2 separate regions of the Mus musculus genome follow, and region 1 is linked to region 2. A link is a contact called in public HiChIP or PLAC-seq data. All regions are on one chromosome and are shown on one strand. The core of a region is the stretch at or near the end of the contact, and the rest is flanking DNA. Distances in the headings are between cores, read along the strand shown.

What was found. HiChIP or PLAC-seq counts read pairs in DNA pulled down with a chosen protein or histone mark.
Region 1: a contact with region 2 is called in an H3K27ac HiChIP or PLAC-seq map of extraembryonic endoderm stem cells, with 14 times the contacts expected there. The contact joins the promoter of Tfam here to the enhancer-like site in region 2. A contact is called at or near these places in 8 of 39 promoter capture datasets (the C10 cell line, cranial neural crest, frontonasal cranial neural crest and 4 more), 1 of 15 datasets of contacts at CTCF or cohesin (large pre-B cells), 7 of 484 Hi-C or Micro-C datasets (the G1E-ER4 cell line, the N1E-115 cell line, cortical neurons and 2 more), 3 of 115 datasets of contacts at active chromatin or transcription factors (astrocytes, extraembryonic endoderm stem cells and large pre-B cells) and 1 of 9 other capture datasets (adipose tissue).

Annotation. Positions count from the first base shown.
Region 1 is chr10:71,236,027-71,240,853 of GRCm38.p6, forward strand. It overlaps Tfam (transcription factor A, mitochondrial), which reads right to left and starts at 2,018. Exons shown (of 7, transcript NM_009360.4): 1 at 1,814-2,018; 2 at 890-1,005. The coding sequence starts at 1,914.
Region 2 is chr10:70,178,213-70,183,014 of GRCm38.p6, forward strand. Ccdc6 (coiled-coil domain containing 6) reads left to right here. Exons shown (of 9, transcript NM_001111121.1): 7 at 3,948-4,048. Among named protein-coding and RNA genes, the nearest start is that of Mrln, 24 kb to the right of the region's middle. Within about 2 kb of position 3,544, at least 63 of the 459 cell types and tissues checked have an H3K27ac peak or open chromatin away from gene starts, as enhancers often do. A contact at or near this core is called in the G1E-ER4 cell line, where this site is marked.

The sequences.
Region 1 (4,827 bases), core at 768-3,267, 1.1 Mb after region 2:
CACCCATCTCCATTTCTCCCTCATTCTTAACTGAGGATACAGCTGCTTCATCAACCATGTGTTAGTGCCAAGTCTTCCATTTGAGAAGACAGGGGAATTCCTATAAGCATGTCTCTTCATCTCCTATCTACAAGGTAAGAATTTCAGTCTGATTTCCACTAGCATCCTTCGAGGTACTGGAAGTAAAAGAACTTTGGAAATCCTAAGGACTGACTTATTAATCAGCTACTACCTTTACACCGTATAATCAAATGAAGGCCCTACAACCCTTTCTTAGGCTTCCTGGAAAACTTTTCTAGTTGTAGATCTTTTTCCCACCTTCAGGAGCTTAGATAATTTCCAGTTAAGTTAATGATTTATACAGACCATTATTGTATTATATAGAACACTTCCCGATAAGTTATTTTATTGCACCTTAGACATTACAAACAAGCAACTGCCCAGGACAACTAGGCCTCAACTTTATCTCTTTTCTCTACAGTGCTCTTCACTCTACATGCTTTTGGTTTTTTGGTTTTTTTGGTTTTTTTTTTTAAGATTTACTCATTTTATGTATATGAGTACACAGTGGCCGTCTCCAGACACACCAGAAGAGGGCATAGGATCCCATTACAGATGGTTGTGAGCCACCATGTGGTTGCTGGGAACTGAACTCAGGACCTCTGGAAGAGTCAGTGCTCTTATCCACTGAGCCATCTCTCCTGCCCTCTACATCTTATTTTAAAACTATTTTTCTCATTTATATTTAAAGAACTTCTATTAGTTAAAAAAAAACTTATACAGACTACCAAAGAAAATGACTGTACTAGATGCTCTGGTAATGCAAATCAAAGATTGCAATTAAAAAAAAAATCATATCAGAGAAGATCATAAGCCCCAAACTCCTTACCTGGGTGTTTAGCTTTAAATTTGGGTAGCTGTTCTGTGGAAAATCGAAGGTATGAACTCATAGGTTTCTTTGGATAGCTACCCATGCTGGAAAAACACTTCGGAATACAGACAAGACTACACACAAGTAAAAAGAACGGAATGTCAGATACGTGTAACAGTCATACACAGATCTCAGATTCTAAGTACAAAGTCAGCCAAGGTGCTGTACATCCAACACCTCCACCTAAAATGCTAATAACTAGCCCAGCAGTTGTGGCACAGGCCTTTAATCCCAACATTCTAGTGGCAGAGCAGGTGGATCTCTGTTAAGTCAATGACAGCCTAGTCTACAAAAGGAGTTCTAGGACAGCCAGGGCTATGCAGAGAGACCCAATCTTTTAAATTAAAAAAAAAAAAAAAGTCAACCAATCAACCAAAAAAATATATAATCGTAATAACCTTTGAGTGCATTTCCCTTCCCTCTGCTGTGCTAAGAATTCAATTAAACGCAAGGGGCTTCAGCTGTATAAGCTCCATAACCGACTTACTTTAACAACCTACCCTAAGCAAAAAAATAAAAGAGGTTGCAGGGCTGAGGCTTGCAAACAGGGCAGGTTTGGGTGACCTAGCCAAACCAAAGAGGGGTGAAGCAAGTCCTAGCATCATGGGTGACCTAGCCAAACCAAAGAGGGGCCTGCAGGGCTAAAACAAGTCGTGGCATCCTGGGTGACCTCCTGGCAGCGTCCGGGCGAGCGTTCCGCGCCACAACTTCAGGGCCCGCCTCCAAGGCAGAAGGAGAGCGCCCTAGGCGCCGAAAGGTAGAAGGTGACAGGAAGTGGGGTCGGGTACCAAAAGGCGCGAGACCCCAGGCGGCCCGGAGGACGAGGGTGGGACGAGGGCAGACGGACGCCTGAACGAACGGCGTCCCTCGCCCGCGGCCTACCTGATAGACGAGGGGATGCGACCCCCGCAGCCCGCGCACATCTCGACCCCCGTGCGCCCCAGTGCTTTTAGCACGCTCCACATTCCCCGGAACAGCGCCATCGCTCGGGCCGACGAATGATGGCCCGGCGCCGTCCGGTTCGTCTCACGCAATACGGTGCCTATGGACTGCCACACTACCAGCGTGGGAACTCCGGGGGCTTGTTATCATGCCCGCCGCGCGCGGGGTACTGTGGGAAGCCCGGACTTCCGGTCCGCGGCAGGAGGCGGGGAGGACAGGAGGTGCTGTGCGTCCCCCACCGCTCAGTGGGCGGGGCCGGGCCGAGGAGGGGGCGGAGCCTGAGGCTAGGGAGGGTGGGCCTGGTCTAAGGTGGGTGTTGCTGAGCGGCGGCTTACCCCCAGGCCCCTGCCATGTGTTCTCCTGGGCTGCCTGCGTGCTGTTGCTGGACCATGGGCCTGGGCTGCCTACTGAGCTTCGTGACGCTGGTGCTGCGGCTTGTGTCACAGTGCCTGGCTACTGAAGTTAGAGATCCGTGGTACTGCTGATGCCCCAACAGCAAACTGCATGTTTCATGAGTCCGCAGGAAAGCCCACAAGGCTACTGGAGGGGTGGAAGAGAGGGAGGAGTGGTCTTGAAATGGATCGCCTTATTTATCTTCTCTTTAACAATTAATAGAAAGGAATGAGGGTTCCCAAGATGGCCCAGAGCCTGGCAAGCTGAGTTCTATCCCCAAGACCTACATGATTAAAAGAGAGAACCAACTCAAACAAGTTGCCCTCTGACTTTGACATACACACACACACAAACATGTACACAAAAGGAAATGTGTCACGAAAAAAAAATTAATAAACTGAACCCAGCTTGATGGTGCAGGCCTGTAATCCCAGCCCTTGGGAGGCGGAGGCAGGCATTCAAATTCATCCCCTGCTACATAGCAAGTTCAAAACTACATGAGACCCTGCCTCAAAACAAAAACCCAAACAACTAGCCCTCATAATAGCAACAAAGCAAGAATATTCTTCACTTGATCTTCTCCAAAAGGCTGAGAAGCGATAGCAAAAATATTCTTATATTAATACCTGAGCAGGGCATGCCAGAGCCCTGAATATTGTTTCCCACTTTGCAGATCACGTGGACTAGATGAGCTTAGCCAGCCAAACCACTGAAATTGTGGGACCAGGATGGACTTGAGGTAGTGTACAGTTTGTGTCCTACAAAAAACTCAATTTTTGTTTGTTTGGTTGGTTTTTTTTTTTTTTTTAATTCAATGGCATGGAAAAGATTAGGAAGATCTAAAAATGGTCAAGGGCTTCAATCTGTTAAAATATGTTGCTTAAGGTCTGGGAATGTGGCTTAACTGGTAGGGATGCCTGCCAGGATGCACAGAAAGCCGTTGGCTTAGATCCCCCCCATAAGCCAGGATCCTCACATAGAGCAGGCATGGTGTCTTAAGCCTCTAGTTCCAGAACTTGGGAAGCTGAGGCAGGACCACAAGTGCAGGGTTATCCTTGCCTACAAAGTAAATTCCAGGTCAGTCAGGCTAGAGACTTTGTTTCAAAGGTAAAATAAATAAATAACATTTAAAAATAACTATGTCATCCATCAGGCTCAGAGGTGAATGCTTTCACTCCAATCACTCTGGAGGTAAGAAGTGGGTAGAGATCTGTGATTGAGAGTTTGCTCTATATACAAGTTCCAGGTCGGCCAGAGTTAGCATGGTGAGAATATACCTAACAACAACAGCCTCTTCTGCTGCCTACCTGTACTTTTTTTTTTTTCTGAAAAGAAAGCAAAATCTTACTAGTGTAACACTGAGCTGAGAGTCTACTTCCTTTCTGCAGCTTTAAAACATTGTCTCCTTCAAGAGACAGAGGACCACACCCACTCCTCTAAACCCACTCCTTCTAAGCCCAGTTTACCATCACTTCCGGTTTCATTTCATTCTCTCTTGAGGGTAAAGGGGACTTCCAGCTCGTCCTTTCAAACCTCCTGTCACAACAGCAACAAGATCCTTTGTGTTTGGTTTGCCCTTGGAGTGTATCCAAACAGATGTAAAAACACATTTTCCTGTAAGTCCAGGCACCGAGCAATTAGAAATTATAGCGTCTTCCTAAAATGGAAGTCTGCATAAGACATAATTTCTCCTTAACCCCCTGTCGAGAGATTTCTAAAATAATTTGCCATTATAAATCAAGTAGAATATATCCTTGTAATGTTTTTATTGTAGATGCATTCTTTAACTGTCTGCATTTGCAGCTACTAAATAAATAAATAAGTAAGTAAATAAATAAATAAATAAATAAATAAATAAAGCTTAGCACAACACAGCCTTTCCCCAGATTCTGTCCTCTATGCCCATAATTCTGTCTGTCATAGCCTCATGGCTTATGTATTCTATGTAACCCAGATCTCTCATTTCATCTCCAGACCCCACTGAGTGCCAATGCTGCATGGTCCCTGTATTTTAATACGGATCACAATCCTTTTAGAGTCGTTGCCTTAGGACATCTCTACCATGATGTCTTACTGAAACCCAAGTTTTAAAATTCTGTGAACAAAAGTAATGGTTTTTGCACTCTATTGATGTTTCCTACTTCCCTCATCCAAGTCAATAAATTCCTGTTCATTGTAGAATCTCCTTATTGATACGCCACTCGATAACCCACTGCTGAGGAGGAATGCTGCTGAGGAGGGATGGATGCTGCTGAGGAGGGATAGATGCAGCTGAGGAGGAATGCTGCTGAGGAGGGATGGGTGCTGCTGAGGAGGGATAGATGCAGCTGAGGAGGGATGGATGCAACTGAGGAGGGATGGATGCTGCTGAGGAGGGATGGATGCAGCTGAGGAGGGATGGATGCTGCTGAGGAGGGATGGATGCTGCTGAGGAGGGATGGATGCTGCTGAGGAGGATAGATGGATGATGATGAGGAATGGGTGCTGCTGAGGAGGGATGGATGCTGCTGAGGAGGATGGATGGATGATGATGAGGAATGGGTGCTGCTGAGGAGGAATGG
Region 2 (4,802 bases), core at 2,294-4,793:
CCACTGTATTTCTTTCGTCTGCTTGCTCCTGGCAAAGACTTCCCAGACATCCTGAGTAAGTGCGGGGAAGATGGGTATCGCTGTCACATGCCGGCTGTGGGGGCCGATGCTTCAAGACTTGCCCCTTCAGTTTGCTGTACATGCTGTTTATTATAATGAGGTATACTCTTCCACAGTCCCTTCAGGGCTTTTAGCATGAAAGGATGCTGGACTCCGTTAAATTCCCTCTGTATCTGTGGAAATGCAGATGCAAGAGTCTGCCGATATGAATTTGTTGGCAGGAGTGTCTCGAACCATCCCTGCATCCCTAGAATGAAACTGACTAGCTCAGAGCAAACAGTCTTTTTTATGTTTAGTTGATTCCAATTGCAAGTTCATTTAGTGAGAGTTTCTGTATCGTGTCTAGCCGAGAGATGGTCCTCTAATTGCCTGTTGTTGTGGGGTCCCTATCTATTGGTATCGGGAATGGTGGCTGTGTTAAATGAATGTGGCCGTTTTCTTCTTCCTATTGCATGCTAGAGTTTGAAGAAGTTTGGTGTCACCTCTCTTTGGAGGTCTGACAGAACTCAGCAGTTAGTCCCTCTGGGCCTAGACGGTGTCTGTCTGTCTCTGTCTGTCTTTCTGTCTGTCTGTCTCTCTCTCTCTCTGTCTCTCTGTGTGTGTGTGTGTGTGTGTACAGTTTGTATTACTAAGTCAAACTCATTGCTTATAATGAACTCTCAGTTCTAAGCTGCTTCTATCTTCTCACTTTAATTTTGATGAGTCTTGTGTGTTTCAAAAGCTGTATCCATTTCTTGTAGATTGTTCCAATTTTTTTAGAATGTAGGTTTTCACACTATGCCCTGATGAGCCTTTGAATTTGGTTGGTCTCTGTCTCAAGGTTAGTTGGGCTAAGGCTACGTCAAAGTTAACTTTTCAAAGAGCCAGCTTCGCTATTGCTTATTATTATTAATAATAATACTATGGGTTATTACTATTGATGATTATTTCCATCTCATTAGAACTTTGTCCTGATCTTAATATTTCTATCTATTGATTTTTGGATTTGACATGTATCCTTTTTTTCTCAACCCTTGGCACTTCACAGGTCCCTGTTTGTTCCCTTGCTTGTTGTCCTGCATAGATCACCCTTCACCCTAGCCTCAGTGTTATTCCGCTGCTCTGTGTTTTCGGGGTCTTCACTGTAAGACGTTTAGGGTTCTTCTATCTTGCCTCTTTCTATCCACGCGGCCATTTTCTTCCTCCGACTCTGGGAAACTTTGCGCATTGTTTTTACTAAATGGGTTTTCTGTGTCTTTAGCTTGCACTTCTCTGTCTCCTATGCTGGAATGAGCGTCCTGCTGGTAACTAGAGCAGCTGCTCTCTGCATGGGTACCTCTGTCAGATCCGGCCCTCTTGTCTCCTCCTCAGCACTTGGTATTGAGGAAGTCGTTAAGATAACTAACAAATCCAAATACAACAAAGAGCTTTTTGAGCACCAGCTAAGGAATTAGCCTTCTTCTGACACAGACCATTTCTGACCAGGTGTGGCCATATTTCACTGAAAGGGAGTTAGAGCCTCTTAAGATGTCTGGGCACCCACTGTGTGGGCACCCACTGTGTGAGACCTAGGTCACCAGCTGGGTGTCTTAGGGTTTTACTGCAATGAACACCACGACCAAGGCAACTCTTAACATAGGACAACATTTAATTGGGGCTGGGTAACAGGTTCAGAGGTTCAGTCCATTATCATCAAGGTGAGACCATGGTAACATCCAGGGGCTACAGGAGCTTAAGATTTCTACCTCCTGTTCCTGAGGCATTTAGGAGAAGACTGGCTTCCAGGAAGCTGGGAGGAGGGTCTCAGAGCACACCCTCACAGTGACACACTTCCTTCAAAAAGGCCACACCTAATAGCACCTCTCCCTGGACCAAGCATATTCAAACCACCGCATGGGGTCTGGTCTGTGAGGATAAAGTGTGACTAGCCACACAGCCCTCTGCCTCTGTCCACCAGAGAAATAATAGATCCAGAGACATAGATCCAGAGAAATAATAGATCCAGAGACATAGATCTAGAGAAATAATAGATCCAGAGACATAGTTCCAGAGAAATAATAGATCCAGAGACATAGATCTAGAGAAATAATAGATCCAGAGACATAGATCTAGAGAAATAATAGATCCAGAGACATAGTTCCAGAGAAATAATAGATCCAGAGACATAGATCTAGAGAAATAATAGATCCAGAGACATAGATCTAGAGAAATAATAGATCCAGAGACATAGATCCAGAGAAATAATAGATCCAGAGACATAGATCCAGAGAAATAATAGATCCAGAGACATAGATCCAGAGGACTGCAAAGCTCCCCACCACTTCTGTGGATGCTTTCAAGAAAACCGGATTTTTAAAATAATGGCAAGTTATAAACGGGACTCTAGAAGTTACAGAAGAATGACAAGCTTCCCTCTTTAAAATCTCTCTGCTTCCTCACTTGAAAAGGTTTTACTGTATTTTGAAATTGTAATCCCTGCTTCTAAGTCTGTTCTTGACAGTTTCCCATTCTCAGTAAAACGGTTTGACTGAACACGTCAGCCCAAACACAAAGCAGTTCACTAGATATTTTACTAACTACTTTAAGACTCGGGGGAGCTGGAGTACAGAGCACCTAGGGCTGGGCTTCAGAGGGGCCGCTCTTAGAAGATGTGGCTTCCAGATAGATGGGCCACTTCCTCCAGAGCTGACGTTCACGGCGCAAGTTTGCTTTATTTCTGTTGGGTTTGTTGTTGTGTTTGTGGGTTTTGGGGGGGTGGTGTGTCCTGTAGTCCTGAGCTAACCTTGCGTTTTGATCCTCCTGCTTCTGCCCCAGATTGCTGGGATTAGAGGCGTGTGCCACCAGAGTGCTAGAGGCACAACCCAGGGCTTCATGCATGCTGCTGCAAAAACTCTCCCCAACTGAGCTACATCCCCAGCCCTGCTTTTACTTATTTTTGTAAGTTATTCAAGGTACCATGGAGTTGCTAAGTACCTGGTTAAGTAGCACTCTGCACCCCAGAATTGAGCCATTGAGATAGATCTAGGGGAAAGAAAATACCAGACACTTAAGACTGTAAGGGGTGATCTTAAACCACCTTCCTGTTTGTATAATATAAGGAAACGCCCCACCTGGTGTTCTTATGGTGGACTGTCCTAAAGAAGGGAAGGAGACAGAGACAGGCGTCTAGTTGAGCTGTGTGTCATTCAAGCTTCATTAACCTGCTTGGAAGGGGCTGGGTCAGTCCCTCGTGTGAATAAACACCAGGGCTAATGGTGCTCTGAGGTCCAAGTCCATGCCTGGTTAGCCTTAAGACCAGGGAGGATGGTTTGTCAGGAAGTCTGTCAAACAGAAATCCCCCTGCATCAGCACTGTATGCTTGGTTTGCAAAGTGAAAGCCGACGGTCCCCGTAATCACACGTCAGCATCTTTGGGCCCAATGTGAGCTAGACTCAGCACAGAGTGGCTGGGCATGACCCGCCCAGGGTGCCCAGCACTGGTGTCTTCTGTTAAATTCTAACCTGTTAAGCAGAGCCTGCCTTGTGAAAACCTTGGCACTCGGCCTAGGGGCATATTTGTCCTTCAGTGTGTTAAGTATCAGTGAGCCTGTTGATTTTGAGTTTCAAGTAACAATTCAAATAGATATATCTGTGTGCTTGTGAGGTCACTGGCAGGACTCCAGGACAGGTCCCTTGTGATATTTATGTGTTGCGTGGCTACGACAAGTCTCTGGGGATGATGACACTTGTGAGACTAGAGCAGTGTGACTCCGGAGTCCTCTGTACTAGAGATGTCCCCTGGGTACAGCCTCTCCAGCTCCCAGGATTTTGACCTTAGGTTGTGCCTTGAGAGCTTCACTCCTAGGGTTTCTTCTGCTGAGGCCCACGTGAACATGGGTGTTTGAACCACTTCCTCCTCTCTCCTTTCAGGTATTTTAATGAGATGTCTGCACAAGGATTGAGACCTCGCACTGTGTCCAGCCCAATCCCTTACACGCCTTCTCCCAGCTCAAGCAGACCTATATCACCCGGTGAGTGTGTCTGCGGGCTACCTCGGTGTGGCTGTTTTCCAGCTGTTTAGTGCGCATGTGTATGTGTGTGACTGTGGCTGTGTGTGTGTGTGGTGGTTGTGTATATGTAGCTGTGTGTATATGTATATGGGGGGCTGTAGGGGGGTTGCAAAGGGGCTGTGCATGTGGCTGTGGGGGGCTGAGGCTGTTTGGGGGGCTGTGTGTATGGCTAGGGCTGTGGCAGGGGCTGTGTGTATGTGTTAGGGCTGTTTGGGGGGCTGGGAGGGTTGTATGTGTGTATATGACTGAATGTGTGCCTGTGTGGCACTGGGAATTGGACCCAGGCCCTCACACAGATTTAGCTAGATGCTCACCGATGGTTTTTAGCTAGCTCTTGTGGTTGTATTCCCTTCTATTTTGTGATTTTTAAATCTAAGTCACCATTAGTACTGAGTATTTATTGGTTGGAGACCTTAAACAACAAAGTCCCTTGATTTACTTTCTTAATTATTTATTATTTAGTGTTTTTCTTTACTTTTTAACTTTTATCTTTGAGGATTTCATATTATCTGTCTGCCCCGTCTTCCTCAGTGTTCACTGAGCCTTAGGTACAGATGATGATGATGATGGTGGTGGTGATGGACGACCTTCAATTTGACTTCAAAACCTCTTTCTAGAAGACTGTGTGTGTGACTAGTCTTAGGGGATGGGCAGGGTTCCTGGGTTGATTGCAGGATGTCTTCCCATGTGTCTTTTATGGGTTCCTTCACTTCAT